Regions from separate parts of the Columba livia genome. Here region 2 is linked to region 1. Evidence: chromatin contacts called from public Hi-C data. All regions are on one chromosome and are shown on one strand. The core of a region is the stretch at or near the end of the contact, and the rest is flanking DNA. Distances in the headings are between cores, read along the strand shown.

Evidence for each region. A called contact is a pair of places that touch in the nucleus more often than the background predicts.
Region 2: a Hi-C map of crop shows a contact between it and region 1, with 2.3 times the contacts expected there. The contact joins two enhancer-like sites.

The regions. Positions count from the first base shown.
Region 1 is chr20:3,558,184-3,565,547 of bColLiv1.pat.W.v2, reverse strand. It overlaps CENPV (centromere protein V), which reads right to left. Exons shown (of 5, transcript XM_065036395.1): 3 at 6,565-6,634; 4 at 6,098-6,212; 5 at 5,515-5,773. The coding sequence ends at 5,649. It overlaps PIGL (phosphatidylinositol glycan anchor biosynthesis class L), which reads left to right. Exons shown (of 9, transcript XR_010467266.1): 8 at 2,598-2,731; 9 at 3,825-4,436. Among named protein-coding and RNA genes, the nearest start is that of CENPV, 5.1 kb to the right of the region's middle. Within about 2 kb of position 4,842, at least 1 of the 3 cell types and tissues checked has an H3K27ac peak away from gene starts, as active enhancers do.
Region 2 is chr20:3,755,654-3,763,017 of bColLiv1.pat.W.v2, reverse strand. All of the region lies in intron 3 of SPECC1 (sperm antigen with calponin homology and coiled-coil domains 1), which reads left to right. Among named protein-coding and RNA genes, the nearest start is that of SPECC1, 33 kb to the left of the region's middle. Within about 2 kb of position 3,642, at least 1 of the 3 cell types and tissues checked has an H3K27ac peak away from gene starts, as active enhancers do.

The DNA of each region.
Region 1 (7,364 bases), core at 3,593-6,092:
TCCCTGCTAGCAGCAACTTGCAGAGCAAGATCTGGTGGACAAAGCATAAGCCAAGATGACAGAGTGCCCTTTAACTGAGTTCTGGCTCTAGTCTCTTCAGTTCCCCCATCTATGAAATTGGAATATTAATGCCAACGTCTTTCCTGAGACCTTTTCTTTGTTCAGCTTAGGGATGCAGCAAAGAGCTCTGTGTGTGCTGTGTGCAGTAAAGAATAAGGAACTGCAGTGGTAGATGTCACTGTTGGATGTGCTGTTTGTGCAGATTTGTTAGGTATATACCATGGCCCTGAATTTGAGCTGTGCCTCTCAATTGGTTCAGGTTTGCAACAACATTTCCATTTCTCTAGCAGCATCAAGAGGCTCCTGAAGCTATATGAAAGCCTTGTTGCTCTGATTACATCACATCTGACATGACCTACAAACACCAAAGGAACGGGGAGCTCCCATGCTGCTGCTTACGCTAAGCCTTTCCAAATATAGTTCCAGTCTCATTGAAATTCCCAGTATTTATAATTTGATCTGGCAGGCGTGCAGGACTGTGCATCAGAGGGGCTTAACGAAACAAGAGTGATGCTGGGATTGAGGCTGTCTGCACAGAGCTGAAAGGCTTGTTCAGGCCATGGAAATGTGCTGCTCTCTCTGGTAAGAGGGAACTATATGTGAGTGAACCTGTGTAAGCCCCAGTGACCAGGGAATCCACAGAAAATATCTGCAAATGCAAAAGCCAGCTAAGCCTTGCATTGCCTCTGTGATATGCAAATGAACACCCTAAATATCCCGCTTTGCTTTCTAATGCCTTTAGCCAGCATAAACACAACAGGCTTTTTATAATCTGTAATCAAGTTCTCCAGCCCAGGCACAAGCACACAGGCTTGTTTAAAGAGACCGAGGCAGCTGCTGATGTGCATGCACAGCTCCTGCTGGCCCCATCCAGCGACAACCAGCGCTCTTCCGACAGAGCGGTGTGCTGCCGTCTGTCAGGAGCCGTGCAAGCCCTCACACACACAGATCTGCTGGTAACCTTCTCATTCTAGGCATGCTTGCTGCATAAGTGATTTGGAAGAAGAAAGCCAAGCCGAACAGGCTGCAGGCTTCACGTGCTTCTATTCTAGGCCTAATCCACGAGCTATATTGATTTTGCCCTTTCTGCCACCCTAGAGAGGTTGTATTACACTGTTAATCCTGTCCTGCCCAGGTCACAGTCACCACGGGCTAGGAAAAGCTTCACCTGCTGGTGTCACAGGAGTGGACTCATGAATGGCAGCACTTCTCTTACCCTGCTTGGCAGGGAGCAGCCTGTTCTCTGAACCCTTTTCCATCTCACCCAGGATTGTACATTCCTTCCCTGCTTCATTTCATCTCATGTTCCCGTGCAAAGCAGCCTTTGCTGTCAGCAGGTGGAGATCCTTGTCATATCACGAACACGGAAGGCTCTTACAGCGCCTTTTGTCCGGTGAGGCTTGAATGCCATTGCTTCGCCTGATCTGACCGACAGGTCTCAGGAGGTCAGAGCGATCAATACTGAAGGCACTTGCAGTTGTTTTAAGCCCTTATTGCTGAGCTTTGGGGAACAAAAGGGCATAATTGCTGCATGAATTAGTATTTCTTAGGGAAAAACTTATGAAGAAAGGGAGAGTGTATTTTGTTAACAGAGCAGCCCAAGCCTCAAATGTTGGTGCTGGGTAACCCTGCACCAGACCTCTCCATCATTAGGAGTAGGAATTCATGTGGCATCCAGGAACGATGAGACCCATTGCCCCATATTTGCTCTAGCCCTGTCCTCCCCAGTAAGCACTGAAAAGCAAACAGGTGGCCAGTGGGAATGCTGACTGCAAGAGCAAGGAGATCCGTATCTGTTCCTTTCCTCAGCTGTGCCATTGTGCAGCACAATCAAATTCTTTTCTCTGGAACCAGCCCCCTGCTGAGCAGCCCAGCAGATCCCTGCAGAGAAGGTGGGGAAGAGTGGATCTCCTTCTCATGGCACATCACGAGTTTGCTTCCAAGTTTGCTACTTGGAAACAAGGGATGTCTTTAGAGGGAGTAAAAGAACCATCGAGGCACTTCCATGTGCAGCTGTGGCACTTGTCACTGCAGAGCATCGTTTGTAGTAACAAGCTGAAACTTTATGGCAGCTAAACAGCAACTGCTCCATCTGTCACTTGTCAAGGTGGACGCAAGCGAGACGGGAGCTCGGGCTGGCAGTTGGGAGGGACACAGGCCACGCTGGTCACACAGCTGCCTGCATTCCCCCACGGCCGAGGGACTCGCTGCAGGGAGCGTGGCGCTGCCATCGGCCCTTCCAGCTGGCATTGCACAGCTGCTGCTCGGCAGGGCCGGGCACCGTGACCTTGCAGGGGGTTGGGTGGCTGAGGCTGCGGTGGGACGGGAGCAGGGACGTGGTACAGCAGTGACACAGCTAGGACAGGGGGTGCCAAAAGTCACCCTGACCTGGCAGCTTGGGCCAGGGGCTGTGGCTTTGGTGGATATCGCCATCTCCCGGCAGCTCCGGGCCTGCAGTGAATGTCGGTGAGCTTCAGGAGGGCTTTTCTTACAAAGAGACTGTTGGTTTGAAATATTTATCCTCTTTCTCTGTCTAGGGTGCCGTGTGCTCGTGCTTGAATCGGTAAATCTCTTCCGGAAGTACATCTCCGTCCTGGATGTGCCCCTGTCCTGCCTCCTGCCCAGAGATGCACTCTTCATCCTCACAGAGGAGGAGACTGAACAAGCCAGGGTGAGATGTGTGGTACCTGCTTAACCTGATTGAGTAGCTCATCATCATTGTGAAGACCTTAGTCAGAAATGTTATATTCATAGAGATCTTCATATATAATTATATACATGGATTATAAATGTCACTAATGAACTATCTTCAGTGATTTGTAAAACATGAATGGATGAGACAGGTTGCTTCATGTCCTATGTGGATACCTCGACAGGGCTGAGCAGATTTGCAGCTCAGAGATCTTCAGTAGTCACAGTGCACTGAGTTTTACACTCTGTCCAGATGTAGGATGTATTTCAAAAGAGACTGGATCCAACATAATATTCTGGACATGTGAGTGGTCTGTCACAGGACGACATGACTGCATGCCAGGAGCAGCGTCCCTGGATCAGAACTGTGATGGAGACAGCTCCTGAACTTGTGGTCCAAACCTCTTTACAAGTTCCCTTCTCTACTGTGTATTTTTTGAACAATTTTGCTGCGTGAGATCTCACACATTTAGTCTACAGTTCCCTATATCAGAATCTGATAAGCTCCCCTTCCATATCATGAAAATACTTGCCCAGCAAACAGTCCTGTTAATCCACAAATTACTGAACTTTCCTGCTTTTGAGGCTGCTAAAAGGTGGAAAAGTCTCTGATAAAGGTGTCGTTATTCCCTTGTGTTTTTTGCTTCTGAAATCTGACCTTTCTAAGCCGGCACACTATAAATAGATGAAGTTGCAGCTGGCAACATATGATCGGAAGCAGCGTGCAGAGTATTCCCAGATGCACACCTCTCAGGTTTCTGTGTCCCCAGCATGTGAACACCCAGGCGTGAGATCACATAGGGAGGAGGAGTTACATGTGACAAAGAAACTGTCACAGCCCTGATGTGCAGCTGGTAATGTCCTTTCTAGCAGGACCCCTCTGTGCACTGGGCAGCACAACACCAGTGACATAGTGGCCCCATAGAGCAGGCAGCCTTCTACCTGCCGCTGCTGCTTCCCGGCTCAGGGAAAGCAGGCTGGCCTATAAACTGGCAGTGAACCCCAAAGGAGGCCTAGGAAACTGCCCTCACATTACGTTCTTTTAATGCTTTCTCAACTGTTTCTCTTTCTAGAGAGCCATGCGGTGTCATCGCAGCCAGCTCCTCTGGTTTCGCCGCGTCTATATGCTTTTCTCACGTTATATGGTGATCAATTCACTCCGCCTTCTGTAAAAGAGACATCACTCACAGCGTCAGGAGTAAGAGAATGAGCAAAAAAAGACCATGCCAGGCCAAGGACTAAAGAAAACTCATCTGTTTCATGCTCAAGAGGACAGGATTCTCTTTGTGTAGCATTCTTTCAGACTGCAAAAAACAGGCTGTACAAACCTCCTTCTGAATATCTTGTCACCTGATATATTGAGATAAACAGGGCTTAATAACTACTCTGTTTTCTCACTGTGGAAGCTTAAATAGGATAAAAAATTTGGATTATCCTGATTAGGAGTCAAATGCAGAGTATTCTGCCTTAGAGAAGATACGGCACAGAGTATTTTTCTCCAAGAGGATATAGCTGCGAGGACTGCTTGGCAACTGTCTCTTGGTGCTTTTGTAAAACCCAGATATGAGGAGTAACTTTTCAAAGATCATGCTTCCTCCATGGATAAAACCAGAACCACAAGACCTGTCTTATTCAGGCAGAACTTTAAAAAGACAAAGCTTATGAATAAAACATCAGAAATCATACGAATTTCTCTAATTGCACTGATCTTTGCTGCTACTGCTGCTGCTTTCATATACATTGTGTTGCAGGCTCCACCTTTGTGGAGCATCCCTCATGAAACATGAGCATTTCTTGCTTCAGAACATGGGGCTTGAGATCAACTCACAAGAGTCTCAACAGGACATAAGAATGAGGTACAAGAGACCCAGAATGTAACTGGGTCTTCTATAGAACACAGGCAGAGACAAAAATTGCAAGAGATGTTTCAAAAGCTGTTCCACTTATGTAAAAGACAAGTGCAGGAGTTAAAGATCCTCTCCCCTTCTGTTAAAAGGTAAGTGAAGCAGCTTTCAGTGGTTTCATTTCTTAGTCTGTTTAGAGATTTTACTAGTGATCTGGGTTTCTGTGGGGTGATGGTGGAGCAAAGTCAGCACTACTCAGCATTTCTGGAGGCCTTTGCACTCACTGATTGGGGCTCACATCTCTCCTGGATCTACACAGCTGGTCATTGCACAGTCAGAGTCAGAGCCCAAACTGCCAGATCGTGATCTGTTGCTGTCAGCACATCCTCCTCCTAAGACAACAAACAACTTCCTGCTTGTACTGAAGTCTCTGCCCATTGCTATAAGAGTGTGACAGTGTTGAACTCTGTTCCCTGGCCATGAGTCAGTGCCTAAGTGTATGCCTTAAGACCATGAATAAGTCCAGGCTTAAGCAAAACACTACTTAATCACATGAACAACTTGAGTGGCCCCTCTCTTGCATACAGCTAAGCACCTGGGCAAATGCTTTACTGAGCTTGAGCCTGCTAAGCTCTTTCAGATCCCCTTTATATCCATCATCAATTTATTGAAGTCAATGGAGAAAAAACTGTGGAAGTTAGTATTATCTCCTAAGCGAGAGATTATCTTATATAGGACATTTCTATAAACCAGATTTGAAACACAGGGAAGCAAAGATTAGATTTTTTTCTTGTACTTTGCTCTGTTTATTGTGGTTTAAACTTTAGCACAGCTAAGGGCAAAGTACGGAAATAGCACCCCTGAGGTGGTTTATGGAACAGAGGTAGTTTGGAAAAAAGTCATAAACGAACAGCACAGGTGGCATAGAAAGATTTATTTAAGAAATAGAGAACAGATAACAATAGTGTAGAGATTGATTTTGCCAGCGCTCACCCAGGAAAACCCGGCCTAAGTTCCCCAGCAGTGCTGCACGGTCAGGTGCTGCAGGCTGTGTCAGGGTTTTGACATGTCTCTGATGCTCTTGTGCTCCTTCACCGCCTTCTCCCACTCCTTGCCATTGATATCCTCGGTGACGATGCTCTGCACAGTGCCATCATCCAGACAATGGGGAGCTATTCCTGGAGAGAGACAGGGCACACAGAAACCTGCTTTTCACAGCTGAAGTGTGGGAGATGCCCGCGCTGCTCTGTGGATGGGGCACCTCGGGATGGGAAAAGCTCAGCCCAGCTATTGCTGTAAGGCTGAGGCGCTCCAGTGAGGAACCTGTCATGGGCAGAAGCCCACAGGTCATAGATAACACTGAGGAGCTACAGGTCCAGATGTTTAGCACTTTAGGAACAAACTCTTAAGACACATGCTGTCACTGCTGTCATGTTAGCAGCCAGTGGAGTCTTTCTCCAAGGTCTGCTTGGTGGTTAGTTTTGGTTACCCTTTCTACCTACCATAACCATCTGGATTAGAACGAGGAGTATAAAAGCTCTGTACACCACAGGTCTTGCAGAATGTGTGCTGGGCACGATGCGTGTTGAAGGTGTATGTTGTCAAATTATCAGCACCCTAAGGAAATGAAAAGCAATGTAAGTTTTCCACATAAATAGATGTACTAATTACTTTCTGTGGGCCTGGAGCTAAGAAATGTAAAATTTAAAATACCACCTTTGTGTTTTTACTTGAGATACAGAGTTCTGCATTCATGCTCCTTGTCTGAACTCCTGTGCTTTGTATATACACGTGTCCATAACAGTCAAGATGCACTAACACACCCAACAGCATAAAATTCAGCCATTTCCCCCAGCCAGACATAGACAAACTTAGCATAGAAAAGTGGCTGCCACTTGCATCTTTGAAGATAACAGTGGGTTACACTGCTCATGTTCCTGGCTATGCTCTTACTGCATTCTTACTCTACCTTCAGCAGCTTGAAACGTGACGCTGGGACAATGAAGTGTCTGTTCTGTTTCTTTGTGCAAATGCTGCAACTGTGAAAGAAAAAGCAGAGCTCTGTAGAAGCAGCGGACAAGCCGTAATACAGCAATCAGATCTAGCACGGACCTCTTGACAACAGAAATTCCACTGACAGCTAAAATGGCTCCTGATTAGCAGCACAGAGGTAAGCGGCAAAAGTGGACTTGTGATATCAGTAGTGTTTGGCTGAGCACACCCATGGAACAGCCTGACCCCACACAGCTTCACCCATAAGGTGTTCTCATACACCAAACATTATATGCCATGTTTTCTTCACATATACAACTTGCGACAGACATAACAAGGACAAACTCTAGTCGGGGAAAAAACCACTTAATCTTTCAGACCAGACTTCACCAACTTTGCAAACAAGAAAGTAAGGTTCAGAAGTTTACCCATGAGCTAGGAACAAACTAGTTCCAGGCAAAGGTGGATCACTGTTGACATCAGACACCGTTGTAGTTTGAAGCACATGTGGTCAGAGATGTAACGGTCACATGAGAAGAGCAAGAAAGGACTGATGTGCTTTGAGCACACTGCACTTAGAGGAAACATAAACCAGATGGCTGAGCTCCTGTACTCGTTAGATCTCTCGTGACACGTTCTGTGTTAGCATGGATGTGAGACCTGAAGTCCTGCCCAAAGAAGCAGCTCCTGAAATCGCCAGCACTGATCCCACATTGGATCAGGACATAATTAGGGCTATACCCACTGGAACAGATGTTCTGCACTTGTGTAATCTTC
Region 2 (7,364 bases), core at 2,393-4,892, 200 kb before region 1:
TGTGTGGAAGAATACAATGTTTTCCAGTGCATCAGTATTTATTGAGAGAAGCCTTTCAAATATTAGCTTGCCTTGGAAACAGTGAGGCAGCCTTTATTTCTGAACAGGAGTGCCTAAGATTCTTTGATATTGGTTGACACGGTGATGGTGGGGTTTTGTTTATCCTCTAAACATCTCCAGGTGAGGTGATGATTAAAATCTTTGGGAAGAGGTGGAGAAAATGACTCAATACATAAAAAAACTTTCTTTAAAGAAGCAGTTGAATGGGAAATGTTAACTTCTCTAGTTGGAACAAGGTGACGGGTGGGGTTATCCAAGGGTTAGACTTTTTTTGGGACTGTGCTTATTTGTAAAACATGTTTACAGGGCTTGGATGAGAATATCAAATGTCAGTGTGTATGCTAAGCCAGTATTGATCTGTTTTCTTATGTCTGTTTTGTCCTGGCCTAGGGGGGCTTTTATTTTATGTTTGAGGATGGGGTTCTTCAGTGTGGGATGTATAGTCTGTAAAACAGGCTTTCAAGATAAAGGGTCTCGTATTATTTCTTATATTATTTCTTGTGAGTTCTATCTTTCTTTTTTGGGCTGTATGTTCAGGTCTTTTCTGGGTACTCTCTTTAGCCTCTCTCATCTGCTTCTCTTCCTTTCTTCTAAACATGGGAGCCATTCATCTTAACTCTGTTACATGTCAGCACACCATTTCTGCCAAGCAAGAGCTCGAGAGAACAGATGAGTTTAATAATGGTGTGGGGAGGAGGGAGGGAGGAGAGAGGGGCCAGTGAAGCTAATGAATCACATAACAGCTTGCATGGAAATACCGACAGCAAGTCGTGTCCTCCTCGAGCTCGGGCAGCGAGCCGTAGACCTTTTGTTCCCAGTGGAGCCAGCAAACCGCAATTTGCTCTCCAGTGGATAGTTTAATTCCTTAGTCACCTCTTCCTCCCACAAGTCATTCTTGCATGGGGGTTTTACAGATGCTCTCATTCTTCAGAGCAGTAACACATTGATTAAACTGGTATTGAAGAAGTTTATTTTCCCCTGGAGGGTAATTTTTACTTTGCTTAAGCCTCTCTTCCAAGGCCAGTTAGGGCCAGCTCTGTTGATTAGTCTTGTGATGTGACTTGACTGGACTGACACTATTAAATAATTTCAGAAATACTGAAAACATACTGACAAACAGATGTCAAATGGCAGTAGGCTCCTCTGCTCTGCAGGCCAGTGAAACGAGTACAGCCAAGAGACTATGTCACAATTTGGACTGGCTTCTTAGAGGAATTCAGTTGTGAGTATGACTAACTTGCCGCCTCTGAAGGTATCTGTTTGAGGCGGAGTTAAGTGATAATCTGATGTCCCCTGATCCCAAGACGAGAGGTCAATGAACGCTAAATTAATGGAAGAAATCATCAGGCAAGGGCCTTTACAGCAGTTTTCAGCGCTGGCTGGGAGGATGTGCTGAGTGGGAATACTTTCTCTGGGCAGGACCGGAGCTTTTACAAGAACAACTTAGGGCATGGCAGGCAGCAGGATGTGGTTTTTGCATTTTATTTTGTGTCAGATTGGTTTGCTGATGAAAATTAAAGCCATTCTTGGATGAAGGCAGGGAGCTTCTGCTGGGAATCTTACTGAGTGAGCGGATCAGCAAGAACTTGTCCTACAGTTAAAGCTCTGCAGACTGTGCTTTTACACTAGAACTGGTGGTGTTTTAGGATCTACAGATAATAGATCTAGTATGATAGTAAATGTAAAAGCTGATTTTGTTGCCAATTGTTTTATTAGTTTAGTTAATGTGCTGCGACTGGCTTGACAGTGGCAGAAGAAAGAGCCAATGGATGGTTGTGATGCTATGTTTGTTCTGACACAATATTAAATTAGTCTAAAAGGGTGAAAGAAGGGGGGAATAGTGCTGGCCTTGGAGAAAAAACAAAGCTTACTGCTTTTTATTTGGGTTATATTTGGCTCCTCGAGATCTTAAAGCTATAAAACTAGCTGAAGAAATCTGGGCAAGGACTGCACCTTGATCTTCCTGCTGCTAGAGCCCTGTGGGTAGCCAGGAGTCTGTTCAGAACCTGCCCTGTATTTTGGGGCTTCTACTAATATTCCAGCAAAGTATTTTTCTAATTTTTTCTGTTTTCAGTTCCTTCTCTATGTTACTAATTTGCCCTTCATAAGATCTCCTGGTTTCCACAGGGAGTGCAGCTTTCAGAACAACATGAAATTGTAAAATTGAATCAAAGTACTTCTCTGATTTCATTGGCACTGGATTGCTTGAAGAGGACTTGATTTGATTTTTCTGTGATTCTCACAGACTGCCACTAGTGGATTGACAAATCTTGGATACTTTCATTATTTTTGATATGTTCCCATGCTGTATCTCCAAGCAATTTGAGCATGATTGTTAAATATTATATAAAAGAGGATCTTTGATAATAGACACTGCTGGATTTTCCATGCATAAACTTAATTCCTGTAATCCAAACTAGACATGTGTTCGCAGATGTCTTTTGAAATGTTCCATCTACTATAATTCATGGGGCAGTGATGTTTTTCAATACGCATCAATAGATGTGGATTGCATGTTCTGAGGCAGAGTCCTCTGTCCTTGTGTGATCTGTGCTCATCGGTCAGTTCTCCCAGGCTATAGAATTACAGCAGAACTCCTGTTTTCTGACCTTTTAATCAGTCTGCGTAGCACACAATTAACAAGCTGTATATTTTTATCAACGACAATTTAAAGGTAAAGTTCTTGCAGGCTAATTTGATTTTGATGATTGGAAAAATATACCCTTGGGAAAATGTAAAGCTAACAGGAGTTTTCAGGGTCCAGTTCTGGGCATGTATAGGCAGTGACTGGGATTAAACAAGGACATGCACTCTTCCATTGGTTACCAACATGAAAGAACTGTGTAGTTTTAGTGTCTTGGCTGGAATTTGTCCAGTTGCTTAGGAAAAATATTAGGGGCTTCTGCCTCGGAACATTGCAATAGGGTTCTTGAATTCGGCAGAAAAACCTGTAAGGCTATTTGGTTTTCTTACAGCCTTTTATTTTTGACCTGTTTGCAGGTAGGTCATCTTGCCTTTTACCTTAATGGTTTCTTTTAGGGATGTTTGAGCAAAAGCATCTTGCACAAATGTTTCGAAAGGACTGTGTAAAGCAAATCTGAGCATGGCAAGGTAATGCTTTTGAAATGCCATAGAGAAAAAGGCAGAAACTGACCATATTGCCTGCCTGATCATCACTGTTTGAACTGTCTCTGACCAGTCCAAATGACTGGAGAAATCTCATCCTGTACTAAGGATAGAAAGCTCTTTTAATTAATACAAACGAAGTAAAATGCAAAAGTGGTTTCTTACCTCCATCTGGAAGATATTCTTTGTATTTTTCGCACCCTAAAGGTCTTTTGCATTTCGACATTGCAGCATTTATACTGAAGATGTAGAAATCCTTATAATACCATATAATTATGCCTCATGTAATCAGTTTTGTAGGGATTGTTTCTACAAGGGTGTGGATAATGATGATTTCATTGGCAGGAACCTGGTTCTCTGCTAGACAGGGAAGAGAAAGACCTTCAAAAGTGTATCTGAGTATTTATTCTCATAGACAAAACCACATATGATTCCTGAAGTAAAGCAGAGGTAATACCTTTGTATAATGGAGGACTGTGTGCAGAAGACAGCCTGTTTTCAACTGTCTAAAACAATGTACAGATATATTTCATATGTTTCCAGGCCGCCTAAAGTACATGGCAGCAACTTTACTTAACCCAAAGCTGAATATCCGTTTGGGTATCCATTGGTCCTGAGTTTACAATCTATCTTGAGCCAAGGTGGGAGGCACAAAGCTCTGATTGTGTTTCTCCAGGCCTGAGGTGAGGATGAGGATGGAGGCATCAGAAGGAAGGAGACACAGTGCTCTTTGAAAGACTGAGGATATTTCCACAACCCTTATCTTCCAGATCTTGAGAAATGCTGCTTTCATAAAGCCTTGTTGAGTTTGAAGAATGGACTAATCATGTTAGAAATTACTCTCAGCCTCCTCCACACATAGTTTCTTTGAGGCTGCTTGACTGTGGAAAATCTTTGACTGATCTTTTAATTAAAAGCCCCTTTATTTTTCCTTCCCCACCAAGGAGTTGAAGCTCTTCCTGCTTTGAAGTGGGCAACTTTTTATAGATAAACATCTCATTAAGTTATGAGATTTCTTCCTCTCTCCCCTTCTGTCCCATTTCTTGATGTGTCTCCTCCAGCGTTGATAGTTTTAATGATTTCAGCCCAGTTCCCAGTTTCAGCTATTCAGGACAGTGTGAACTGTCTCCCTTATTGCTATACCAGGCAGAGCTAAAGCTCTGGATGAGCTGTGGAAACTAAATTGCAGTCCTCTCCCCACCCCCTCACTGAAGCAGGCTGGAAACAACAATAAAACTGGGTTTATTATGTGGTCATCACATTTTAGTAAACAAAAGGCAGTTGGAATACCAGTGCAATGCACACTGGTTAATTAGCATTAAGCAAACAATTTTTAAAAAAGCCTCTAGCTTTTAAGTTCTCCCCTCTGTTTTAGGAGAGGAGGAACCTCCTTTTGCGTTTATTTTCGATCCCTTTTTCTCCACTCTTTCTGGATTGGAGAATTCACGAGGAAAGAAGTTCTTTTGGCTCAGTCAGTCCTGGCCTTTTGGCCAAGCGTGGGGCAGCATTCCTGAACTGGAGGGTTCAGGTCATGGTTTCTTAATACAAAGCACTCACCAGCAGTGCTGTGCAAAGGCATTTGCTGCTGCTCCATTCCTCTGTAGCGGCTGCTGCTCACTCAGCAGCGCAAGCCGAAGTGTTTGTGGGCAGGACATTGAATTAGATCAGGATCTGCCTTTAACAAAGCAAAAGTGGAGGAAAAAATGAGCAGATATTTTTATAGCCAAATTGGTTCCGTGATTCAATTCACAGCATGGCCTCATGAACAGTTAAATAAACAGGATGATTAAGTTATCCTTTTAAGTGTGCAAATATTGATATCAAGCATTTTTCCACTTAAAATTGGGTTTTGGTTACTTTTTGTGCTTATAGCTGTAACGTGAGGTGGATTTTGGTAGCCTGGAGGAGTGATCCACAGCACCCGACTTGTCTGGAAGGAACAGGGTTCCTTTTACTTCCCTTTTGCTTTCTTGCGCCAGGAGGTTTTAGGTAACTCCTATGGATATTTTCCTCAGGTGTTGTTTTGACCAGAAATTGTCTAAAAAATAAAAACGTCAGAATAGTCTGACTTAAAATTCACTTTGCTGTAAGTATGAGGTGATAATACCTGATCTTATCTCATTTTGACAGGTGCGTAGGCAGGAAATGTTCCACAACAGAGTTGGGAGGTATCACAGTACACAGAAATACCTATAATTTTGTTGTGCTAGTATCACAAATATACAAAGTCAAGGGCCCTCTTAAGGCATATAAAATTAGATTTTTTCAATAAACTCTGATGGTTGTGGAAATTGTCAAGCTGGATAAAAAGAAGCAGCAAGTAGAGATGACTTTATTTTTAAAAAGGAAAATTCTGGATTTCTGTAACTTCCGCCAGATTAATTTTGCGATAGTGCTACATACAGAAAGTTTTAGTCATTCTTTTTTTGGGGGTAGACAAGGGGTATAGTTAGCAAGTGACTAAAGTGTTTGGCAGGCCCGCTGGTATTAACGGTTCCCAAAAAAGTAGGTTTGATTTTACCGGGGGGACATTCCAGTGAGTGTATGATATAGAGTTTCTCTGAACATTTGCTAGACCATTTGCTTTGGATGTCTCTGTGTTTGTTATGCCAGGTTGCTGGGTACTCTAGAAATCCAAAGCAGTGATTGCAATTGCACTTGTGTTCTGCACCTGTGTTGGCAGACGGGATGTACATTGGGGTTTTGGATCCCTCATTGCAGAGGTGAATGCAGTGGTACCCTCACAGTTCTCTCTGTGCCTGCGGTTGTGGCACAGTGAAGCCCCTTGAATGCTTCTTGACTCTTGATTTAAAAGGGAAATTCGCATTTGTGAAAGCAGTGACTGGGCATGCTAGCTAAGGATACATATGCACAGAACAATTCTTGCCTCCTCTTAGCTTTGCCAATGTACTTCAGAGATGTATCTTTGGTACTTAGGCTTCTGAGTAAAAGTTTCCTCTTATGATAACAACCTGCACTGTTTTTGTAGTGGGTAAAAAACTGTATTATACGTGACACGGGCATATCCAAGACTCAGTTTTCATTTTAGGCTTAAACATTCAGAAAACCCAAGTAGATGGTGTGAGAAGATTTCAGAGGAACTCTTCTGTGTGGACACTGGCATGTTTCTCTGAGTAGAGATTTTAACTACTGCTGTTCTTCAGAGAGGAATTGTATGTGAACAGTCCCATAAAGAGGAAAGAAAGTCAGCTGAAATTCACAATGAGACTTTGTGAACAGGATTTGATCAGATCTCCACTCATTTGCATTCTGAATGCAACCTTGTTTCCACTGCAATAGCATTGAGATGTGACAGTGTGAACTTGAGCTTCAGTGCCTGTGTCTGTGCTAGGAGCTTGGAACCAGCAGATGCCGAGAAGAGCTGAGCTTTTTGTGTTTTAATACTTTTTTGGAAGACTTAGATGGGATTTTTCTATGTAAGAAAGAACAAGATGAGTTATTGATCAGGTTGAATCCAACAAGTTGAAAATTAAATATTTGTGATTTTAAGAAATTCCTTAACTGGGTAGCAGAGATTCCCTGAGCACCTTATTTTCTAAAATCACTATATAACTTACTGTAGGGGACAGGGTAAATAGAGCCTTTGAGGATTCTAAGGGTACTGGACAGTACATCTGTACACTTTTTCTTGTTTTTGATGCCAAAATTTGAGCTAAATGGAGATGCTTCAAATATAAGGTCGTTCCTCCTATTGGGTTACATTCCTACCATGGGAGAGTCTCTTTTAGTGGCCACCCTTCAAAAGAATGTCCTACCAGCAGTTCATCTGCAGATTTAAGTTGATGACAAGTAGTTTTGTCATTACTTAGTTTTTGAGTTACCAATAGTGCTTTTTCTCATGTACTTCTTGCACCCCAGATCTCTAGACTCATATCATCTAATTAAAACAAAAAATAAGCCAAACTTTACAAAGTCTTCAGCTCTAATGTCAGTTGTCTTTGTAGTCTTAAATAATGAATTGCTCAGATCAAGATGCTTATTAATGCTTTTTCTTTGGAATCTCTTGTAGTGTAACTTTTCATATGCAGGTATCTGTTGTTCCCTAATACTTTGTAACTTTTGATTCTTTCTTAGGTCTCTCACTCCTTTGTGTAGCTATCAGTACTTTTAGTCTCAGTGTTTAAGGGAGTAGAAGGCCTTATTTGAGCAGATGCTTC